Linked DNA regions of Mus musculus: region 1 is linked to region 2. A link is a contact called in public promoter capture Hi-C data. All regions are on one chromosome and are shown on one strand. Each heading gives the region's core, a stretch centred on a gene start, on an enhancer-like site or on the middle of the called end of the contact. The rest is flanking DNA. Distances are from core to core; before and after follow the strand shown. Region 1 holds the start of Tfam (transcription factor A, mitochondrial). Region 2 has its middle 29 kb from the start of Gm40689.

What was found. Promoter capture Hi-C pulls out the DNA fragments that hold promoters and counts their contacts.
Region 1: a promoter capture Hi-C map of 3T3-L1-derived adipocytes shows a contact between it and region 2, with 4 times the contacts expected there. The contact joins the promoter of Tfam here to the enhancer-like site in region 2. A contact is called at or near these places in 3 of 39 promoter capture datasets (the 3T3-L1 cell line, 3T3-L1-derived adipocytes and hippocampal neurons), 15 of 484 Hi-C or Micro-C datasets (the NIH/3T3 cell line, the STO cell line, adipose-derived mesenchymal stem cells and 9 more) and 2 of 115 datasets of contacts at active chromatin or transcription factors (extraembryonic endoderm stem cells and fibro-adipogenic progenitors).

Annotation. Positions count from the first base shown.
Region 1 is chr10:71,236,612-71,242,500 of GRCm38.p6, reverse strand. It overlaps Tfam (transcription factor A, mitochondrial), which reads left to right and starts at 4,457. Exons shown (of 7, transcript NM_009360.4): 1 at 4,457-4,661; 2 at 5,470-5,585. The coding sequence starts at 4,561.
Region 2 is chr10:70,799,363-70,804,514 of GRCm38.p6, reverse strand. No RefSeq gene overlaps it. Among named protein-coding and RNA genes, the nearest start is that of Gm40689, 29 kb to the left of the region's middle. Within about 2 kb of position 3,539, at least 91 of the 459 cell types and tissues checked have an H3K27ac peak or open chromatin away from gene starts, as enhancers often do. A contact at or near this core is called in 3T3-L1-derived adipocytes, the NIH/3T3 cell line, the STO cell line and 5 more, where this site is marked.

The DNA of each region.
Region 1 (5,889 bases), core at 3,208-5,707, 440 kb before region 2:
AGGGAAGAGAGGTTCCCAACACCGGTGAGAGTGAGTGCAGCGGATCTTGACTGGAGCAGAGACTCTCTATGGTTTTTAAGCTTTATTATAGAAAGGCAGGGGTGAAGAGAGAAGGTAGAAAGAGAGGTGGTGGGGGGTTAGGCTAGAGAGAAAGAGAGAGTAAGAGGGAGAGAGGAGAGGAGAAGACAGAGAGGAGAGAAGACAAAGAGAGAGGAGAGAGGGGGTGAGAGTGAGGGGTAAGAGATAAGAGAGTGAGAAGTAAGAGAGCAAGCAGGGGCTGAACAGCCGTTTTTATGGTCTTTACTGTTGTTGGGTAGCTGGGGGAGGAGTTTAGCCTGAAGGTCAGAAGCTTGGGTCATTGTCTATGTGACTTCTAGCCATGCTTCTCTTGTGGGTGCTGTGGGGGGCGGTAACTTAGGCAGGAGCCAGAGTTCCAGGAGCATGAGGGAACACCTACCATGTCATGAAGGTGAATTATTACCTTTTGGGGTTCAGACCTCAGCTCACCTGGAGAGCATCCTGTCTGTGCAGAGTCCCATTCCCCACAGTGCTTACTGAGCCATCTCCATAACTCCATGGACTCACTTTCTGGTCCTTCTTTTCTATTTCTACAAAGACAGATCTCTAATTTAATGAGGTACCTAAAGGCCTGGAGGCTTAGCCAATAAACTCCCCTTCCGAGACAATCCTCCCTGCAAAAGGTATTTAACCTCAGGCCCGCCCTGAGAAACTGAGTGCATTTTTTACCACTTGGGAATAAGTGATTTTCCAGGATGTTTCTGGCTATAACATCAATGAGGATGTATACTGGAAGGTAGATCCACCCGACCTCAGCAGCATCCATCCATCCTCCTCCTCATCTGTCCCTCCTCAGCAGCATCCACCCCTCATTATCATCATCATCCATCCATTCTCCTTAGCAGCATCCAACCCTCCTCAGCAGCACCCATCCCTCCTCAGCAGCATCCATCTCTCCTCAGTATCATCCATCCCTCCTCAGCAGCACCCATCCCTCCTCAGCAGCATCCATCTCTCCTCAGCAGCACCCATTCCTCATCATCATCCATCCCTCCTCAGCAGCATCCATCCACATCATCATCATCCATCCATCTTCCTTAGCATCATCCATCTCCTCAGTATCATCCATCCCTCCTCAGTATCATCCATCCCTCCTCAGCAGCACCCATCCCTCATCATCATCCATCCATCCCTCATCATCATCCATCCATCACTCCTCAGCAGCATCCATCTCTCCTCAGCAGCACCCATCCCTCATCATCATCCATCCATCCCTCCTCAGCAGCATCCATCCCTCCTCAGCAGCATCCATCACTCCTCAGCAGCATCCATCTCTCCTCAGTATCATCCATCCCTCCTCAGCAGCATCCATCTCTCCTCAGCAGCACCATCCCTCATCATCATCCATCCATCCCTCCTCAGCAGCATCCATCCCTCCTCAGCAGCATCCATCCCTCCTCAGCAGCATCCATCACTCCTCAGCAGCACCCATCTCTCCTCAGTATCATCCATCCCTCTTCAGCATCATCCATCCCTCCTCAGCAGCATCCATCTCTCCTCAGCAGCACCCATCCCTCATCATCATCCACCCATCCCTCCTCAGCAGCATCCATCCCTCCTCAGCAGCACCCATTCCTCCTCAGCAGCACCCATTCCTCATCATCATCCATCCATCCTCCTCAGCAGCATCCATCCCTCCTCAGCAGCACCCATTCCTCATCATCATCCATCTATCCTCCTCAGCAGCATCCATCCCTCCTCAGCAGCATCCATCCCTCCTCAGCAGCATCCATCCCTCCTCAGCTGCATCCATCCCTCCTCAGCAGCATCCATCCCTCCTCAGTTGCATCCATCCCTCCTCAGCTGCATCTATCCCTCCTCAGCAGCACCCATCCCTCCTCAGCAGCATTCCTCCTCAGCTGCATCTATCCCTCCTCAGCAGCATCCATCCCTCCTCAGCAGCATTCCTCCTCAGCAGTGGGTTATCGAGTGGCGTATCAATAAGGAGATTCTACAATGAACAGGAATTTATTGACTTGGATGAGGGAAGTAGGAAACATCAATAGAGTGCAAAAACCATTACTTTTGTTCACAGAATTTTAAAACTTGGGTTTCAGTAAGACATCATGGTAGAGATGTCCTAAGGCAACGACTCTAAAAGGATTGTGATCCGTATTAAAATACAGGGACCATGCAGCATTGGCACTCAGTGGGGTCTGGAGATGAAATGAGAGATCTGGGTTACATAGAATACATAAGCCATGAGGCTATGACAGACAGAATTATGGGCATAGAGGACAGAATCTGGGGAAAGGCTGTGTTGTGCTAAGCTTTATTTATTTATTTATTTATTTATTTATTTACTTACTTATTTATTTATTTAGTAGCTGCAAATGCAGACAGTTAAAGAATGCATCTACAATAAAAACATTACAAGGATATATTCTACTTGATTTATAATGGCAAATTATTTTAGAAATCTCTCGACAGGGGGTTAAGGAGAAATTATGTCTTATGCAGACTTCCATTTTAGGAAGACGCTATAATTTCTAATTGCTCGGTGCCTGGACTTACAGGAAAATGTGTTTTTACATCTGTTTGGATACACTCCAAGGGCAAACCAAACACAAAGGATCTTGTTGCTGTTGTGACAGGAGGTTTGAAAGGACGAGCTGGAAGTCCCCTTTACCCTCAAGAGAGAATGAAATGAAACCGGAAGTGATGGTAAACTGGGCTTAGAAGGAGTGGGTTTAGAGGAGTGGGTGTGGTCCTCTGTCTCTTGAAGGAGACAATGTTTTAAAGCTGCAGAAAGGAAGTAGACTCTCAGCTCAGTGTTACACTAGTAAGATTTTGCTTTCTTTTCAGAAAAAAAAAAAAGTACAGGTAGGCAGCAGAAGAGGCTGTTGTTGTTAGGTATATTCTCACCATGCTAACTCTGGCCGACCTGGAACTTGTATATAGAGCAAACTCTCAATCACAGATCTCTACCCACTTCTTACCTCCAGAGTGATTGGAGTGAAAGCATTCACCTCTGAGCCTGATGGATGACATAGTTATTTTTAAATGTTATTTATTTATTTTACCTTTGAAACAAAGTCTCTAGCCTGACTGACCTGGAATTTACTTTGTAGGCAAGGATAACCCTGCACTTGTGGTCCTGCCTCAGCTTCCCAAGTTCTGGAACTAGAGGCTTAAGACACCATGCCTGCTCTATGTGAGGATCCTGGCTTATGGGGGGGATCTAAGCCAACGGCTTTCTGTGCATCCTGGCAGGCATCCCTACCAGTTAAGCCACATTCCCAGACCTTAAGCAACATATTTTAACAGATTGAAGCCCTTGACCATTTTTAGATCTTCCTAATCTTTTCCATGCCATTGAATTAAAAAAAAAAAAAAAACCAACCAAACAAACAAAAATTGAGTTTTTTGTAGGACACAAACTGTACACTACCTCAAGTCCATCCTGGTCCCACAATTTCAGTGGTTTGGCTGGCTAAGCTCATCTAGTCCACGTGATCTGCAAAGTGGGAAACAATATTCAGGGCTCTGGCATGCCCTGCTCAGGTATTAATATAAGAATATTTTTGCTATCGCTTCTCAGCCTTTTGGAGAAGATCAAGTGAAGAATATTCTTGCTTTGTTGCTATTATGAGGGCTAGTTGTTTGGGTTTTTGTTTTGAGGCAGGGTCTCATGTAGTTTTGAACTTGCTATGTAGCAGGGGATGAATTTGAATGCCTGCCTCCGCCTCCCAAGGGCTGGGATTACAGGCCTGCACCATCAAGCTGGGTTCAGTTTATTAATTTTTTTTTCGTGACACATTTCCTTTTGTGTACATGTTTGTGTGTGTGTGTATGTCAAAGTCAGAGGGCAACTTGTTTGAGTTGGTTCTCTCTTTTAATCATGTAGGTCTTGGGGATAGAACTCAGCTTGCCAGGCTCTGGGCCATCTTGGGAACCCTCATTCCTTTCTATTAATTGTTAAAGAGAAGATAAATAAGGCGATCCATTTCAAGACCACTCCTCCCTCTCTTCCACCCCTCCAGTAGCCTTGTGGGCTTTCCTGCGGACTCATGAAACATGCAGTTTGCTGTTGGGGCATCAGCAGTACCACGGATCTCTAACTTCAGTAGCCAGGCACTGTGACACAAGCCGCAGCACCAGCGTCACGAAGCTCAGTAGGCAGCCCAGGCCCATGGTCCAGCAACAGCACGCAGGCAGCCCAGGAGAACACATGGCAGGGGCCTGGGGGTAAGCCGCCGCTCAGCAACACCCACCTTAGACCAGGCCCACCCTCCCTAGCCTCAGGCTCCGCCCCCTCCTCGGCCCGGCCCCGCCCACTGAGCGGTGGGGGACGCACAGCACCTCCTGTCCTCCCCGCCTCCTGCCGCGGACCGGAAGTCCGGGCTTCCCACAGTACCCCGCGCGCGGCGGGCATGATAACAAGCCCCCGGAGTTCCCACGCTGGTAGTGTGGCAGTCCATAGGCACCGTATTGCGTGAGACGAACCGGACGGCGCCGGGCCATCATTCGTCGGCCCGAGCGATGGCGCTGTTCCGGGGAATGTGGAGCGTGCTAAAAGCACTGGGGCGCACGGGGGTCGAGATGTGCGCGGGCTGCGGGGGTCGCATCCCCTCGTCTATCAGGTAGGCCGCGGGCGAGGGACGCCGTTCGTTCAGGCGTCCGTCTGCCCTCGTCCCACCCTCGTCCTCCGGGCCGCCTGGGGTCTCGCGCCTTTTGGTACCCGACCCCACTTCCTGTCACCTTCTACCTTTCGGCGCCTAGGGCGCTCTCCTTCTGCCTTGGAGGCGGGCCCTGAAGTTGTGGCGCGGAACGCTCGCCCGGACGCTGCCAGGAGGTCACCCAGGATGCCACGACTTGTTTTAGCCCTGCAGGCCCCTCTTTGGTTTGGCTAGGTCACCCATGATGCTAGGACTTGCTTCACCCCTCTTTGGTTTGGCTAGGTCACCCAAACCTGCCCTGTTTGCAAGCCTCAGCCCTGCAACCTCTTTTATTTTTTTGCTTAGGGTAGGTTGTTAAAGTAAGTCGGTTATGGAGCTTATACAGCTGAAGCCCCTTGCGTTTAATTGAATTCTTAGCACAGCAGAGGGAAGGGAAATGCACTCAAAGGTTATTACGATTATATATTTTTTTGGTTGATTGGTTGACTTTTTTTTTTTTTTTAATTTAAAAGATTGGGTCTCTCTGCATAGCCCTGGCTGTCCTAGAACTCCTTTTGTAGACTAGGCTGTCATTGACTTAACAGAGATCCACCTGCTCTGCCACTAGAATGTTGGGATTAAAGGCCTGTGCCACAACTGCTGGGCTAGTTATTAGCATTTTAGGTGGAGGTGTTGGATGTACAGCACCTTGGCTGACTTTGTACTTAGAATCTGAGATCTGTGTATGACTGTTACACGTATCTGACATTCCGTTCTTTTTACTTGTGTGTAGTCTTGTCTGTATTCCGAAGTGTTTTTCCAGCATGGGTAGCTATCCAAAGAAACCTATGAGTTCATACCTTCGATTTTCCACAGAACAGCTACCCAAATTTAAAGCTAAACACCCAGGTAAGGAGTTTGGGGCTTATGATCTTCTCTGATATGATTTTTTTTTTAATTGCAATCTTTGATTTGCATTACCAGAGCATCTAGTACAGTCATTTTCTTTGGTAGTCTGTATAAGTTTTTTTTTAACTAATAGAAGTTCTTTAAATATAAATGAGAAAAATAGTTTTAAAATAAGATGTAGAGGGCAGGAGAGATGGCTCAGTGGATAAGAGCACTGACTCTTCCAGAGGTCCTGAGTTCAGTTCCCAGCAACCACATGGTGGCTCACAACCATCTGTAATGGGATCCTATGCCCTCTTCTGGT
Region 2 (5,152 bases), core at 2,290-4,789:
GTTCAGTCCATTATCATCAAGACAGGAAGCATGGCAGCATCCAAGCAGACATGGTGCTGGAGGAGCTGAGAGTGCTACATCTTCATCTGAAGGCTGCTAGTAGAAGACTGACTTCCAGGCAGCTAGGATGAGGGTCTTAAAGCCCACACCCATGGTGACACGCCTACTCCAACAACAAGGCCACACCTTCTAATAGTGCCATTCCCTGGGCCAAGCATATACAACCATCACAGTTATTACTTGGGAACTTGTTGGGAATGCATAGTCTCAGGCTACACCTATTGAGTCTGATACCTTGGATTTACAGGGTTTAAGATGTCTTCTAGCTGCTCCCGTATGTACTCCCATCTGAGAACTTCTACCCTAGCCAGCATCCCTGCCAAACACACTGACTGTTTAACTCAGGATCTTCAAGATGGAGGGTCCTTCCAGTGATTAAGATGGAAATGAGTTAATTTGCTCCCAAACCCTGGGGTATAGGTCACACATATGAATCACACACAGAGCAAGAAAGGTAGAGCCACCAGCCAGTGTCTTTACTGGGTCTTAGGCGTTATCCAAGCAGATGGGGAGTTCTAGTCAATGGGTTTAAAGCAAGTGGGGTAAGACTTCTAGTGTTATGTTTTGACTAAGTGGGGATCATTGCAGCCACCAGATCACATCTGAGTGTGCAGTGTCCAAGGATCAGTCAAGTAGGCTGCTTGTAGGTAGCTGTTCTATTGGAAGGGGGCAGCCGCACAAGGCAAGAATCTGCATCAACTACACTGTTGAGTGGGAAGAGATGCGGACTGGGAAACTGTGTTTACTGTGAGCATGCTTGCTTCCAGAATTTGAGAGTCCAGCAGAGACAACACCTGATTCTAGTTCACTGTGTTCTGAGACCTACGGTACATTCATTTCTTAAACTAACCCCTGTTCTGCAGGACTTCTGGTGTTTCCCCTGCAGAAGAGCATCTGTCTGCTATGGGCTTACATACCCCACCCTGGAAGAAGCGGTTGTGATGGCTGGGCCTCGGGCATCTCCACCACCTAGCACAGCAGCTGACACCTGCAAACACTTAGGAACTCTGTAAACGTTTGTTGAACATATTGAGGGGTGGCAAAGGGCTTGACTCTCCCTTTTGGATCAGTCTGGATCATTTCTTCCCTGACTAGCAGAAAGAGATGGAGAAGAACGATAGAACAAGGTAACTGAATCTGTCCTTGGGAGTGCCCGTACTGCTTGTTTGTAATACAGTAAGATAAAGGGAGGTCTATTTCTGCCATCCTGAGCACCCAGCTAGAAGCAGATTCCAGGGACTCACCCAGCAGACTCACTAGCTAGTGCATGCAAAATCTGATTTTTCCCCTCCCAACAACTTAATTCCCAGCAATAACAACTCTGAGACTGATTAATAAATTAGCAAATGCTTAAGCCATAAGCTTCAGCATATTCTCTCACTTGCTCTTAACTTATTATCCCTTCTATTCTAACCTGGGTCCAGCTATGTGGCTGGCTTCCTCTCCTCATCTTCTTACACTGGTTCCTCAGTGTTCCAGGGTGAAATTCCTATATTACCTACTATTTCCCAGAATCCTCTCTGTCTCTGACAGATGTCCAACCCCCTATTTCCTGCCTCAGCTCATTGGCCATCGGCTTCTTTATTGACAGGTGATGCTTATGAGAGAATCTCTCTATAGCTGATCTGGAAGAAGATGTAAAGTTGCTTCTATTTCACCAAGGAAGACACAATGGGCAACAGCAGCTCTCCACTCTGAGTCACAGAACCCCACATGGGGATTCTTCATCTCAGTTAAATACTGATGCCATTGAGGACATCCCCAACAAGGGATGCTCAGCTCGGGAGCCTCAGCTGCTTTTCCTGTTGCTGTGACAAGAACAACTTAAGGGGGAAGAAGTCTGATTCATGGCTCTAGAGTGTGATCCATTATCATGAGTCTAGGTAAGCAGCCTTTGAGGCAGGGGTGCATTCATATTGCATTCCTAGTGGTGAAACATGTTTGTGAGGATGAATGTTTACATTCAACCGATTTTCTCTTTTTATCCAGGTTAGAGCCCTAATCTATGGAACGGTGCTACCCAGTGAATGCCGGGTGAGTTTTCCCTACTTCAACAAGCCTAATCTAGGTGGACCAGATGATCCAGCAGGGGCCTGACCAGAGGCATGTCTCCTAGGTGATTCTAGATCCTGTAGGTTGACAGTATAACCCATAACACCAACCTTAGACCCAAGAGAAGAGGCTGAAGGTGGACAGGGTGAGTCCAGATGATGCAGCAGTGTCTCAGGGATGGTAAGGGCAGCTTGCCGAATCACTGGCATCTTGTTAAGACAAGGTGTAGGCTTAGAAAACCCACGGTAGATGGCTTGAAAATGAGTGAACCAGCTCTCTAGAGATCTGTGTAGAATCAACACAGCAACAAGAAAACCAAAACACATACTATGAGAAGGAAAAAAAAAGATTCAGAAGTGAAGAATAATAGCTATCATATAGGTGTCAGCTCTAATTAAGCATCCTCTATATACTGCCTACTTACAGGTAGAAGCTTAAAAATCAACCAGGAGGGTGAGCTGGACTGTTGCAGGCTGCAGAGTTGAGAGAGACAGCCACTTGGAGACCAGGAAGGAAATGAAGGGCTAAAGGCAAGTCTATCATATTTTGTTTCACCTTTCCAGGCTGAGATGACATTACTCTTCTGGCTGCATGGATGGACCACCTATATTCTTTCATGCCTTCCTATTTTAAAGTGTGTTCTCAAACAGAAATAATGGCATTTAATTAAAAAAAAAAAACAGGTCAGGCAGTGGTGGTGCACACCTTTAATCTCAGCACTTGGAAGGCAGAGGCAGGTGGATTTCTGAGTTGGAGCCCAGCCTGGTCTACACAGAGAAACCCTGTCTCAAACAAAACAAAACAAAACAAAACAAAACAAAACAAAACAAAACAAAACAAAACAAAACAAACAAAGAAACCCAAAGACCTATACTTTGGTTTCTCTAAATGAGAATTATGAGGCCCTAAGACATAGGTGACACAGTGGGGGCTGGGCAGGGGCTGGCCCCGTTAAACTCAGCTGGGTCGCAGATCTCTTTTCCATCTCTGGGCTTCTTCAGCTTAATCTCCCCCTGCCTGAGATTCAAAGCCCTTCTACCCTGGAGCTCCGGTTCAGAGGATGTAGGCAGCAGCTCTCTACCTTGGCTCTACCAGGGTGTCAGTGCAGGCAACAACAAATCGTCAGCACATTTCTGACTTAGGCTCCTGTGCATGCAGTGTGACCGCTACAGGACTGTGCACTTGGGGCCAGAGAGGAAACACTCAGGTGGGCGTGCCAGCACAGGAAGGCGATTTGTCGGCTCGTCTCTACGCTGAAAAGCCCAGTCTGAAGGAAGCCACTGGGACACAACTCAGGACGAGTGTGCTTCGGTGCTGAGCCAGCAGCTGGGTTAGTGACTGGATTGAGAATGGCACTGGAGTGATGGAGATACTAAAGAGGTCTTCCCTTTTGACTCCACCTCTCCCAGGACTCTGCAGGCTCCAGATGGCTGGGTGCCAAAGCGATCACTCTCCCTGGGTCCTAGCTAAGATGTTTGGGAACCAGCTGCAAGCCACATAGATCATTTTCTTTGAATAGAGAGCAATTGCACAGCGCCTGGAGTTGCTATCTTCTCCTCCCATGTCAGCCAGGCTGGCTTGTCTGTCACAGAGCTGTTTGAGCTCAGAGTTCTCTCTTCACCAGCAGCCCTGATATAAGGAGGGAGGAGCAGAGAAGCCATGTTTGTGGAGCAGAAGTGTAGCCCCCAATTAGGCCAGGCAATCAGAAGCCTTAATGGAGAAGCACCTGTCAAAACACAGTAGGGTGTCTGCTAACCTCTGACGCTGCTGCTGCTGCTGCTGCGCTGCTTGCGCACTGTGAGCAGAAACCATAAGGTGATAGAGAGACAGGTATGGATGAGTCTGTTTCTTATGCTTCCTTGCCTCTGAAGAGTTTGACAACACTGTCAAGCCTTCTCTGGAAAGGGAGCTCTGGAGGATATAGCTGCATTCCTTCTTGAGGAAATATCCAGAGCTACTTAGTCAAAAAATGATGACGATGATGATGATGATGACAACGACGAGGACTACAATGACAACGATGGTGATGATAATGATAATAATCATGTCAAAAATTGGGCTGTGTATTTAATGCAGGAATTCAAAGCACAGAGGTTTCACAGAGGAGAAGGGGGTAAAACACACACACACATACACACGCACACACACACACACACACACACACAAACCCATTACTCAGGGAGGAGCCGAAGGCAGCAAATGACAGCTTCCCCAACCCAGTCTTCCAATGGACAAGAGGGAGGAGGAGAAATCTGTTCCTCTGAGCCTTCTCCCAGCTGCAGAAACTGCAATCTCATCTCTTTTGTGCTGGACTGCAGTCAGAAGAAGAAAAACCCTTAGTGCTTGCCTGCAGGGATCTAGAGAGCCAAGGACTGTCTTGTGGGAACATTTCACACAGCTTCATTTTGTTGCCTTTAGCAGAATGGTAGTGTCTGGCAAGAATTCCCACCAAAGCCCTTAAGGGTGGCGTGGCCGGGAGCCATGCTTCGCTGATGAGTGATATCTGTCTTAGCTGTGGAAGGGAAAGACAAGCCTCTGTACACCCAGAGTTTCATTTCTCTTTGTCTTTCCTATTTAGTTACATGGTTGCCCTTTCCACCCGCAGGAACACCCCCATTGGAATCTGAGCCTGTTAACCTGTGCTTCTTGGAAGGTTTTAGATTAAAGGTGTGGCAAAGCAGCAATTATACATTTTCTAGATCCTGTGGAACTGGATGAGTTTACCGTTCAAGTGGCAAGGAAATCCCCCACACTCTGTCCCCGACCTGCCTCAGTTACCAGAATGCCTCCAAAACTCCAGCCAGAAAGAACAGACTCCTTTATTTTTAGGTTCAGCCTCCCCAAGTTAAGCAATCAAAAACTTGCAATCCTATGGCCCAAATAAAGATCTCAGTGACTAAGTCTTGCCTTGAGAGCCTGACGCAAACATCTCTGAGTAGGCACCCAGCTTCCCAGTGGGTCCCCCAGCAGTGGCGCCAGATGCGCAGGGATGAGTAAGGGAGAGTGTCTGGAAGCAGAGCCCAGCTACCAAAGTCTTAGT